Regions from separate parts of the Mus musculus genome. Here region 1 is linked to region 2. Evidence: chromatin contacts called from public Hi-C data. All regions are on one chromosome and are shown on one strand. Each heading gives the region's core, a stretch centred on a gene start, on an enhancer-like site or on the middle of the called end of the contact. The rest is flanking DNA. Distances are from core to core; before and after follow the strand shown. Region 1 has its middle 63 kb from the start of Syt1. Region 2 holds the start of Syt1 (synaptotagmin I).

Evidence for each region. Hi-C and Micro-C count contacts between places; a contact is called where the count stands out from the background.
Region 1: a contact with region 2 is called in a Hi-C map of the N1E-115 cell line, with 6 times the contacts expected there. The contact joins the enhancer-like site here to the promoter of Syt1 in region 2. A contact is called at or near these places in 1 of 39 promoter capture datasets (the SN4741 cell line), 2 of 484 Hi-C or Micro-C datasets (the N1E-115 cell line and nephron progenitors) and 2 of 9 other capture datasets (adipose tissue and pancreatic islet).

What each region holds. Positions count from the first base shown.
Region 1 is chr10:109,070,553-109,077,146 of GRCm38.p6, forward strand. No RefSeq gene overlaps it. Among named protein-coding and RNA genes, the nearest start is that of Syt1, 63 kb to the left of the region's middle. Within about 2 kb of position 3,944, at least 11 of the 459 cell types and tissues checked have an H3K27ac peak or open chromatin away from gene starts, as enhancers often do. A contact at or near this core is called in the N1E-115 cell line, where this site is marked.
Region 2 is chr10:109,007,936-109,013,992 of GRCm38.p6, forward strand. It overlaps Syt1 (synaptotagmin I), which reads right to left and starts at 3,040. Exons shown (of 11, transcript NM_009306.3): 1 at 2,641-3,040.

The DNA of each region.
Region 1 (6,594 bases), core at 2,694-5,193, 64 kb after region 2:
ATTAGAACAATTTAGTATATGTAAAAAATACCTAATTATCTTTTTATGCCTAAGCATGCTGAGTGAAAACACCATAGGAGGAGTAAATTGAAAGTTTGGGTTTTGGTAATGATTCATTCACTGGAGTAGACTTCACAGACACACACACACACACACACACACACACACACACACACACACACACACACATGCATTCTCTTAAAAACCATCTAGTGAAAAGTGTGAGATATATTTCATATGAAGAAAATGGGATGGGATGGTTTTCAAACACATTTAAGGGTACACTCTATTCCAACACAGTTTCCATCATTGGAGAGTCTAGGGTGAGTATGGAACTTTTATGGACATAGTGCACATGTCTGTCACCTCTTAGAGAAACATGCCTCCTCTCTATTTAATAATCTATTCTCTAAGGACCTTGGAATTTTAGATAAATTTAAATAAATCAGCCTTGATTTTTCAGACAGAATTAGAGAACGTCTGATTTATGAGCCACTCAAAGCCTGTACCTGGAATAGTGCAATGATGAAGTCGGAGACAATTTTAGATAAATGTCAGTGAAGATTATGGCGAGAACTCATGCTCAATTGGGTCTTGTCTGTGCAGTGCACTCTTTGGTAGCAGTGTTTTATTAGCGTATCAGGCAGTACTTGTATTTTCCAGAACCTTTCAACATTCATTACTCTCACAAAACAAAAATGTATAAAAAAAAAATGGAAATGTTCTGTAAGTCGAATTAGGACCTAAATTTAGGTTTAAAAGATAAAATAAAAACATTTTCTATTTTGTACCCTAGTAATCCTATACACAACACAACAACCTCCATTTTTCACCCTATTAGACTATGTGCCACACTAGAGTATCAGTATATGGACATGCTTTGCTTAAATTAGAGTTGTGTCAAATATTAGAATAATGTAAACATAGAAATAGAAACAGGACATGGCTATAAGAATTCTATTTAAAATGCCATCTTAAAGGGCTGGGGAGATGGTTTCCCGGTTCAGAGCACCTGTTTCAGATAACCATAGCTTACTTCCACCACTGTTAGGCAGCAAACAATTAGCTGTTCCCTCAATTCCAGAGGGTCTGACACCCTCTTCTAGACTTTGTAGCTACCTGCATCCTGCATATATGACACACACACACAGACACATAACACACACTAAATATTTTTCTTAATTTTGTTTTTGTTTTTGTTTTTCGAGACAGGGTTTCTCTGTGTAGCCCTGGCTGTCCTGGAACTCACTTTGTAGACCAGGATGGCCTCGAACTCAGAAATCTGCCTGCCTCTGCCTCCCCAGTGCTGGGATTAAAGGTGTGTGCCACCACCGCCCGGCTCTATTTTTCTTAATTTTATCAGCTTGGAAGACATTGGTATGATTTTGGTGAATTGATTTAAGAACCTAAGCTGAAACTTGTTTTTTACATTCTCAATATATTTTTATATAATATTTGTGTATAGTAAATATGCAAATGTGTGTGCGTATATATATTTGTGTGTGGGTATGTAGGCAAAGGGGTCTATGTCAGGTGTCTTCTTTTGTTAGCCAAGTATTACTTTTGAAATGGAGCCCAAAGCACAATGATTGGATAGATTGGGTGGCCAGTCCATTTGAGGCATCCTCCTGTTTTGTGTCCCTAGTGCTAGGGTTACAGAATTCTATTACCATCCCTGAGTTTTTTCTGGAAATCCACACGTAGGTCCCCATGCTTTAAGCACTTGCCACTGAGCTAACTACCCAGCCTTATTTTTTGTATTCTTTGTATATCATTGTAAAAGCCAGAATAAGCTACAGACGTGTAGTTCAGTGGTTTAATTTTTTAGTATATTTTAATTTAAATCAGGTATTTTTGCTGCATTCCAGGCGAGACAGACATACAAACCAATATTATTCTCATACTGTACTAGTGATGAACAGAAAAATTATAATTATATATATGAAAGTTTTTAAGAAAAAATAAAATTTGAATGCATGTCTACCAATTAAGATTGCCTTTTCTGTCAAGCAACATAAGGGAATAGAAATAGTGACTAATCTAATGCCTACAGATTTTCTCCTAAGAGTGATTTGCAGTACAGCAGTATATTATGGAAATGGAATGAATAGGTAGTAAATGACTTCGGGAAGGGGAAGAGAATCTGCTCATGATTTGTTAGCATGCTCGCTGGATGTGTGCATATGTTTGCTTGATCACTTCATAGAATGCAGTAAGAAATGTTTAATTTTCTTTAAACATAGAAACACATTTTCCTTTAAGAGTTTTCTACATTATTTTATCGTCTATGATTCTTACTACATATATATTTAATTGTCATAAGGTAAATGTGAATATGCAACTATTTTAAATATACAAATTAAAACCAAATAACTCAGGTTTATAGCCCATACTCACCTAGTGCATATCTGAGGGTTGGCGACGCATAACTGAAGCCAGAGAACATTACTTTGTTTTAAAAACAATCCTTGCTGCCTGTGAACTGCTTTGTCAAAAGACATACACAAGGCACAGAGAAACTTATCTTTTCTTGCAATGAAGCAACTGAGTTTCTGAGTTCAAGCTCAGATCTGCATTGTACTCTACAGGTACCACATGGAGACGATTGTGCAAGGCCACTGCCACCAAACTAGAGACAGAAACCATGGCTCTCACAGGAGCAGATGTGTCATAAAGGGAGATATTGTGTGAGACAAACTGTTTTCTTTGTGTTGTTTTGCTCTTTTGACTAGCAGTACTTTTTTTTAATGGTTATAGCTGATAACAGTGCTCAAATTGACACATGAGGTGTCATTTACCATTGCCAAACTGTATACTGCCATTACTTAGCTTGATAGGGTTGCTCTTAATTATATGACTGCAGAATTCTGGCTTAATCCCAGTCATTCGGCTCATAAATGCACTATTTTCTGGACATGACAGCACATAGCTCTAATCCCAGCAATTCAGGGTCCTGAGGCTGGACAACGGCAAGAATGAGATCAGGTTGTCCTCCGTTTTGGGAGGGTATTTAATTATAATGAGATCTAGTTTTGTTTTTTGTTCTTTGTTTTTTAAATCACAACGAAGACAAAGCAAGTGCATTTTGTGCTCATAATCTTCCAAAATGTATTTACTTTAAAAACTTGCACAGTGGTAGTGGTTTAGAAAAAAATCCTTCTTACACATAAGTATACTTCATGCTTGAGCAATTCAACATTCATGTGAATTTTGAAATTTGTATAGAGCTAAGCTTTCTCTATGAGGAGCTGAGTATACACAGATATCCTGGACATAAAAATTATGTGTATACATGAATACATGGTTATCTCTGGCAACCTAGACACAGAACTTAAACCAACGAGGGCAACATTATCACAAAGGTCAACTAATAAAGCTAACTAGCATCCGTCGCAACCTGCTGCGCCATTTATTTTTTAGGCTATTATTTTGAGTAATTTAGGAAGGAAGTTTCAGGATAATTACAACAATGCCTATCTATGTGACAAAATTGGATTTAACTATTCTCATGTAGAGACAATAGCAATGTTTTATTTCAAAGGAATATTAGTCATGTTGAGTAGAGTAAAAAAAACTGGTTTGTGTCTTAACTATGTTTTGCACACCATTTGGAAGGAAGGTGAACTGAAAATTCAGTTTATACCGTTAGCTTTTAAAGTACAATTGATAATTTTTATTTGAAAACATTTACCATATATGAAAAACAAATTAGCTCAAGGGCTCCCCAGCCTGTCCTTCATCTGCTCAGTAGAGAGCCTGTTGGCACGATCCCTGTGGATGGTTTGCAGAAGACCATCCTCCCAAATCTCTAGCAATCACTGGCTATCCTCCAGAATCGGCTTCAATTTAAGCATGAAGGAGAATTCGTTCAGAGGTTCCCTCCAGCTCCAGGCTCTGAGCTGTTTAATCACTGCTTTGGCTCAGCCCAGGGCAATCAGTGCATCTGAGCAAGTGACTCATGGCTGGGTGAGCCTCGTGTGGACCTGGGTGGGATGAGCGCTTAATCACACGCTGCCATTCTTCACTACAGAAACAAGCGGGTATATTTAGTCTTCTCTGCCACCTAAGATCACCTGTGATCTACTGACCTGAAGAGCCAAACTTCCCAGGAAGACTTGCTGATTCATGTGTTAGCTCCATTCTTCATGCGTCAGTCTTTTAATTTGAGTGTTGGAGAATCAAACCTATTGGAAGAGACCTCATTTTCACTTTAGAATCATAGCATTGTCTTTTACACTAGTGTTATTGTCCTCGATTCTTAGGTTCTCTTAATCTCTAGTAGCATGAGCTGCTTAAGTGTTTTACTTTGCAATGGGCACATGGCTTCGTGCTGATGAAAAGATTGCATACACAACAACCCTAGTTTCAGTCTCTAGCAATACCGACAATGGAGTGGGCAGATTCAAGGTTAAATCTACTTTTAATACTAGAGACCGGAGTATAAGAAATACTCAACACATCACGGTGATGTTTTATACCATTTACAATCGCTCTGATAGTATCTACTGAGACTGTAATTTAAACTTTTCTTGTAAATTTATGAATTAATTGGTATTTTAGATTGATTTTCACTGTGTAGCTACTAGGGACTTGGAATATAGATCATACTGGCCTTAAACTCACAGAGATGTTCCCCTGTTTCCCAGTTTCTGAGGTTAAAGGTTAAACAATTTACAGCTACCTTTCAGTGTTTAAATTTAAAGGGACTTGGTATGTATGTATGTATGTATGTATGTATGTATGTATGTATGTATGTTTCTATCTATCTATCTATCGATCGATCGATCGATCTATCTATCTATCTATCTATCTATCTATCTATCTATTATCTATATATCATATGTGTGTGTGTGTGTGTGTGTGTGTGTGTGTGTGTGTGTGTGCCTGTCTGGGTTTCTTATTTGTGTAAGTAAATTTCATGGGTTTGCTGGTACCTAAGGAGTTCAGAAGAGGGCATCAAATCTGGAGTTGGATGTAACAGTCATGCAACAAAGATGCTGAGAACTGAACTCAGGTACTCTAGAAGACAAAGGAATGTTCAAAACTGCTAATCCATCTTTCAATCCCTTCAAAAGTGATTTTTAACAGGCAATAGAGAATATGTATATGGTCTTTATGTTCCTTTCAAGTAAGAGTGGACAAATATAACACCTGAGATAGTTAATCATGTCACTTTGGAAAAAGTGTTCTAAGACATGATCAATCTAAGGGTAAGAAATTAGGGAGGAAAAAGGTTTGGCCATGTAAGAAAATATTACAGTTAGCATCCTATTATATTCATAGATCAATCCCATATCCAGTAATCATCAAAGAAGCTTTCTCTGGCAGAAGAGAGGAACAGATTCAGAGACCCACAGGCAGTGATTGCAGGAAGAATGAGTCAAAAAGGGAAGTCATCAAATTCCCCACTCCCCTCCCCAGAGCTCAGAATACCCTGTGGAGGAGGAGCCACAAAGAGTTTAAGAACCTGTAGGGATGGAGGAAACTAGAGCTGTTGAACAAGTGCCTCTAAATCATCAAATGACATGCATATAAGCTCAGGGAAACTGAAGCAGCAAGCACAGAGCCTGCAAGGATCTAATCCAGGTTCTCTGCCTATATGTTACAGCTTATATCGTAATATTGTTATGGGATGACTGAGTGAGAGACAGATGATCTCTGATTCTTGTGTCAACTCTTAGGAATCTTTTCTGTCTGTTGGGTTGCCTTATCCAACTTTAATATGGTGGCTTCTGTTTCATTGTATTTTATTTTATTTTGATTTATTTTATATATTATAATATAAATATTATATATTATATAATGAGAGACAAGAAGGGAGTATATCTAGAGGGGAGATATGGAGGTGGTAGGAGGAGAGGGAGGAGAAACTATAGTCAGGATATATTATATGAGAAAACACTCTATTTTCAACAAAAGAAAGAAACAAAGAAATAAAATAATCTTCAAATGGTGAAAAAAATTAAATGTTAAGACATTTCAGCAAAGGTAAGTCAAGCTACTTACCTCTGCTTAGTTAAGAGCGAACCAGAGAGAGAGAGAAGATATCATAGTTACATAGCCACTGTCTAATATGTATCAGCCATTACCCTAAATAAAGTATTCAGATTTCTTTTTCATTATATAAGTCTGAAATATATAAAACTTATTACTTTATGATTTTGGGGGAGCATAAAAGCAACCTTGTAGTAGACCATCAAGAGAAATTCTTGTCCTCATGAACCCATAATCCATGGCTAACTGTGTATGGTACCAAGTACACACATACACTCTAGCAAAACTACACAAGTGTCTCTAACATCTATCACACCCATGCTTCTGTGAACTTGCCACAATGTAGTAAAGGCTTTCAATAGCATAGGTAAACCCAGGTCTTTCCTATGAAGATCCCGACCTGTAACTGAGTCAGCTTCCCTAGAACTATAAGGACGATGGCACTTACTAGAGCTGAAATAGCGAAATAACTCTTCTGTGTGCAATTGGAATATTTTCCATCAGAGGCAAGAGTATAATTTCATCGCCTAAATGTGGCAGTAGAGTTCATCATTTCACACATTGTCAAATGGCAATCTTGGTAAATATTTTATTCATGAA
Region 2 (6,057 bases), core at 1,790-4,289:
AAGGTTTGAAACTAATATTGGTTACTATCATGTGGTATTTCAGGACTAGGATTTCCCTTCTACAGTTGCAGCCTTCAGTTCTGATAAACATATCTTAAATTATAATTGTCATATCCACTCTTAAGCATTACTAAGACTTACTATACCATCATCTTAAAGGGGAAAGATTAGGAGTGTATAAAATTGTGAGCATAAATTTCCTGTATCATTTAAATTCATTTAAAGTCTTCAATCCGTTCATAACATCTTACAATTAGATATGACTTGCAGGACATGAAGGCTCAATTTTTTTCAGAAGTATATGAAAAAAATTTCACATTCATAAACATCTCTGTACACGCAGTTGATAGAATTAATATTTTACACAGAGTCATGCAAACAAATCCAAGCCCACGTTTTCACATCTCCCCGGTACAGTGCAAAAACACGCAAACAGAATCTTATTTTGTCCCCACGGGAAGCTACTTCTTTCCTTTATGTCTTTTCATGTCTAAACTTGTGAACTCAGCTGTACACACACATGAAGTAATTAAGTGATTATTCTTTTGTCCTTGTACCCAAAAAGTGTTCCCTCTGAAGTCATAGATCTCAGCAGAGACACTACATTTTCAAGTCATTTAGAGGTCTAGCTTTAGAAAAATCTCCTGTGTGCCTCTACACGAGTGGTATGAGTGTATACATATGGTGTATGTGTGTGGTGTGGGGAGTGTGCGTGTGTGTGTGTGTGTGTGTGTGTGTGTGCGCGCGCGCGTGTGCGCGCGCACGCTCACTTGCTTAGGTGCATGAAGTCTGCTAAGGTAGGTGAGATCAAGAATAGAAAACGGTTTTGAAAACAATGTACAATATTAATATTTATCAATATACAAGTCAATATCACTGATGCCACATGAAGTCGGTTCTTTCCTAAGTTTGTGTAGAAACTTACAAGTTAAAGGTGTGTGATTGAAAAGACCTACCTGCGGTACCCAGGCTGGTGTGGGAGTTGAGAGAGACTTAAAAAGGGAAGACCCCCTCTTCTTATCTCAAATGGGCATTTAGAAAAAAAAAACCTACGACTTGGCGTCTCTCCTGATACATCAGAAAGATTTATCTTGGAACCAGCATCTCCTGCTTTCGCTTTGCTCCTGCAGAACCCGGTTGCATTGCCCTCCTGTTACATAGAACTGGATATTTCCCTTCGCTACCGCCTCCCCCCCCCCCCCAGCTGATGGTAATCGCTTATCAGTCTCCGAGGAATAATAGGAAAACAAAGCTTAGATCAGAGATGATGGAATTAGAGATTGCAGAAGCTATTGTCAAGACTCTGTCTAACAAGTGCGATGTGCTTGACCTGTTTCTCTGACAGTTATGGAAGTTGTTTCAATGGCTCTCTTTTTTAACATGATGTGAGAAGAGAAATGTTTCCCCCTTAAGATCTTTCAAATGTGAGACTATCTTCCTCCCATTACTTTCTAAACTTTCCTCTAGTCCAAGAGGATCCTGTCAACTGAACCTACATCTACCTCCTGAAGGGAACACGAAAACTGAAGAAACATCAATTTTATATCTATTTAGTGTTTTCATATTAAAAGAGTGTGTTGAGACTTGAATTTAGTATCTAGACAGTGACATGTGGAGGCAGCCTTTAAAAAGATAAAAAAAAATGAAATCTCATGCACAAAAGCAGTTTTAACACAAAAGTTAAACTTCCTGTGTTTCACCAAAGGGTTAAGGTTAGGGAAGTGGACATCAACACGTCCACAGTCCACAGAGGCTAACCAGATTAGCAAGATCAAAGTAAAAGTCAAGTCTCCTGATAATTCTGGTGTCACTTGGAAAGGTTTTGAAACTTCCCATGTTATTACCCTCCCACTATAAAGGCTACCTGGGTAAATCTCGGGAGGGTGATGATCTAGTTTTAATTTTTACAAACTCAACAAGCCCTCAAAGTTCAGACAGTGACCCTGAGGTGCTATCCCAAACTGTCAGCCCCACAGGACAGATGCAAACAAGAAGATTCTGATAGCAGGCACAGGAGAGCAGCAGCAATTAAGCAGTTGAAAGTGGGTTGGAGTGTTGGGTTATTTTTGTTCCATTTGTAGCCTCTTGCAAGGAGGAGATGGATTCAAATTTGACACTTCCTTTCTGAGAGCAGAAGCTGGTCTCCTTGTCTACTCTCATTCAGTTTAATTCCCTGTGTGGTTTCATCCCTTCCTGGACTCATATTTTCACACGGGGTTGCAATCTATCCTCCCTCCAACAGAAAGAAATCTTTTTTCTCTTCTTCACTGCCCTTCTTCCCTGTAAGAAAGACAATCCTCCACCCCCCGTTGGGGGTGGGGGGCTGTACTGGCTTAGAATAGGAGGAGGGGGAGGAGAGAGGGGGCTGGGGGGTGGAGGACAGAGGAGAGAATGGAAGAAGCAAGAAGATGGGGGATGCCCAACATCAACTCCTGGTTCTGAATCACCAGCCCTGTGCAAAGTGCTTTCCCCGGAGATGCACTTGTGGTCTTGCATTTCTCACAATAGGCTTACGGGGGGATCCCTCCCTAGGTCTCCCATCGCCACAAATCAAGTGTACCTACGTCTCTTCGACAGATTGAAGCGCAGAGGTACCAAGGTACCACCGAGGTGGCCGCGCTGCCAGTGGGGCTGCCTTACCTGGAGCGAGGACCGACCGGGAGATGGTGCGAGTCTTGGTCCCCGCTGCTCTCACCGCGGACCGGTGCGAGGCACACGAGTACTCTCTCGCTGCCTCCGCTCTCAGAGGGGCAGCCTGCAACACAAAAGGGGTGTGTGGGTGTGGGTGTGGGTGAGGTTTTCTAGGGCCACCAGCTGGTCCCAGCTGGCCGCCCCCGCCCTGCACACACCCCTTCGGGGACCTGAGCCCCCTGTTGGGTGAGCAGGACCCTGGGGGCTTGCCCCGGTTACAGCCTCAAGTTGCCCACTGCTAACTGCGGATGCTGTCGCTGCAGGAGGAGGAGGAGGAAAGACACTGGGGGCTGAACTCGGTCAGAGCATCCCCACACTGCAGCTTCTCCAGGAATCCCTCCAGTGAGGAGGCGGCCGCCCATCATCTCCCGGCCCCGGCTCTTGATTGGTTCCAACCAAGGTACGCTGCTCAGAAGAGCCAATCAGAGAGCACTGATAATAGGTGGCTCCTCTCAGGCAACGGAGCCCAGCCCAGTACTGTTAGAGTCTCTCCATCCCCACAGCGGACAGGGACCTGAGGAGAGGGGTTTAGGAGAGTGGCGGGGGTGGGGTGAACTAAGAGGAGACCAGATCCCAAAGAGAAAACACTAAAAGATAATTTTCTAGACCCGGTGGGTAGACTCGGGAATGCCCTCAACCTGTTCAGTAAGCCATAAGCACTGGATAAGAAGCAAGCCTAATACAAAGCTTTTTTTTAACTTTCAATCAAAACCTGCCTTGATACTGAGCATGCCCAGATCTACACAGCATCCTAGGAGTTTCGATATGTGTGAGTTCTAGGTTGAAAAGGTGGGAGCTGGGACGCGAGAGAGGCAGAAGTTTGTCTTTGGCCATTTGACACCGCGGAGTTGTGGGGAAGCAGGACTACTGAGATAGAGGTGGTCCTTCTTGCTTTGGGAGACCAGTCACATCATTCCGTCTGAACTCGAGTGGGAAGCCAGGCTCCGATAATGTCAGGGCAGCTAGATGTCTAGAGACCGCCCAGGAAGGGTGTGGTGGACCAGAGCTGTATGCAAGGTCCATCCATAGGTGGGGCGGAGGAGCGAGGCTCCACCCAGCTGCAGCTGCTAGGCAATGGAGCGAGCGCCCAGGGAGTTTCCATGCAGCGACCAATAAGTTTGGAGACTTGGGTCAAGTGCGACCTTGCTAGGCACGCTTTTTCCACCTTCTTGGGCTTGTGCTCGCCCCCCCCCCCCCTGTCTCCGTCTCTCTTCACCCCTTGCCCGCCCGCACGGTGGGGGACTAAAGGGCTTTCTCCCTCCTCTTCCTAGCTGAACCCTTCTGCTCGGAAGTAAGAAGCTTTTCCCTCGTGAGAGCAGCCGTGACCTGATTGTCTCTAAGCTCCTGGGCAATTTATAGCTTGGTAATACCGAGAGATGCCAAACAGGGAGGCTGAGAGGCTTGGACGGGAGGGCAGGCTGGCTGGCCCTGGGGTGGAGTCTAGCTCCCAAGGGCAGGAGCCTTTTACTCCACAGGTGAAATGCTTTCTTGTCACTAACAGAGATTTTTTTTTTTCTTTCCCACTCGCTTGACCTTGCTCAGTGCCCTCAGAACCTCTTGTTTTGCTTGGAAATCTTAGCAGTTTTTGTAAAGTTGATCAATAGCCACAAATGAGCACTCCCCTAATTGGGCTCTTTATTTTCCTGACAGGATGATCCTGGCATCTCAGGTAAGGAAATAAATAGCGATCGCAATTCCCCAAACTCATCCACTTTGAACTGGAGTTTCATTAACACTGGTGTGCAAAGGTAACTGTAGAGAGAATTCAATTAACAGTAACACATTTCTTCAGGTTTGTAATTAAATCTCTTCTATTTATATAATGTTTAAGATTAAGATTCAGAATATATGCCCAAAGGTGGCCACTTTCACATAAATGTATCCTTCTGGGACATGAACCCTTTTGTTTTGGGCTTTGTTTGCATTATCAAGAATTTAGAATCAGAGGTAAACTAAGAAAATAATACACCTTCAACTTGTAACTTTATGTAATATGCACCTTCGGTTTTCCAAAAAAAGCCCCTAAACCTTATTTGAAAATAGTTTCATAGGTGAGAAGAGGAGATAACAGACATTGTAAGTTGATTTGAAATGTTTGGCCAAGGAGGGGAGAGGCCTGAAGAGAAGGGGGAGTGGAGTGGGTCAGAGTAAAAGCAGGTAGAAAAACTGAGTATTTGTCTTTATTCTCCAATGAAGATGAGTGCATGAGAGAAGCATTATAATATCCACCTAATGGAAATTTTTATTTTAAAAATATACATTGCTCTCTATTTAGTTTTTTTCCTAGTTTAAAAGCTACATATTTTTCCCAGTTACCAACAGCAACATGTAGAAAAAAGAAGAACACGTTAATGAATGGAATGGGAATATAGAATTTTTGAATTTCTGTTCCAAACCCTGGGTCTATCATCATTTTAGGCAATTTCGTTTTTTCTGTCCACATCATAGGCTACCCACAGTGTCCTTCAGTGGAAAGTATTCTAGGGGACATGGATATGTCAGAACTCCCCCACCCCACCCCTCAGTGTTTCTTGAAGAGGACAGCTGCCTATAATAAGAAATAGGCTTTGGGCATATTTCACTGTACTTAATTTTAGAATTAGTAGCATTTTTACTTATCAATATTAAGAAGATTATTTATATATACTGACTGGATACAAAGTAAGATTTTTTGTTGTTTTGTTTTGTTTTATTTTTGGGTTTTTTGTTTGTTTGTTTGTTTGTTTTGTTTTGGGACCAAAGTTTTTGATTCTCCTTTATATTTTCATATTGTTGTCAGCCATTTGGGAATTCATTCAAGACCTTGCCTGGTCCTATTTGGTTGGTACAGTATCAACATCATGTTTTTATAAGTGTGTGTGTGTGCCTGTCTGTCTGTGAAAGAACATATGCTTATGGAGGCCAAGGGATGACCGGGTTATTATCTTCAGGAAAACTTATTGTCTTTGGGAATGCCACCTGCCTTCTTTGACAGAGTCTCTTTGAGTTCTGTCTTAGTTGGAGTTTCATTGTTGTGAAGAAACATCATGATCAAGGCAGCTCTCATAAAGGAAAACATCTAATTGGGGCTGGGCTACAGTTTCAAAGGCTCAGTCCATTATCCGGAGCATGGCACCGTGTAGGCAGAAATACATTTTGATCTGAAGGCAACCAGCAGGAGACTGATTCTTCCACACTGGGTAGACCTTGAGAACTAGGAGCCCTCAAAGCCCACCTATGCAGTGACACACTTCTTCCAACAAGGCCATACCTATTCCAACAAGGCCACACCTCCTCATAGTGCCACTTCCCATGGGCCAAGCATATTCAAATCACCACAAATTGAAACTCAGCAATTAAGTTCTACTGGCTGGCCACTGAGCCTCA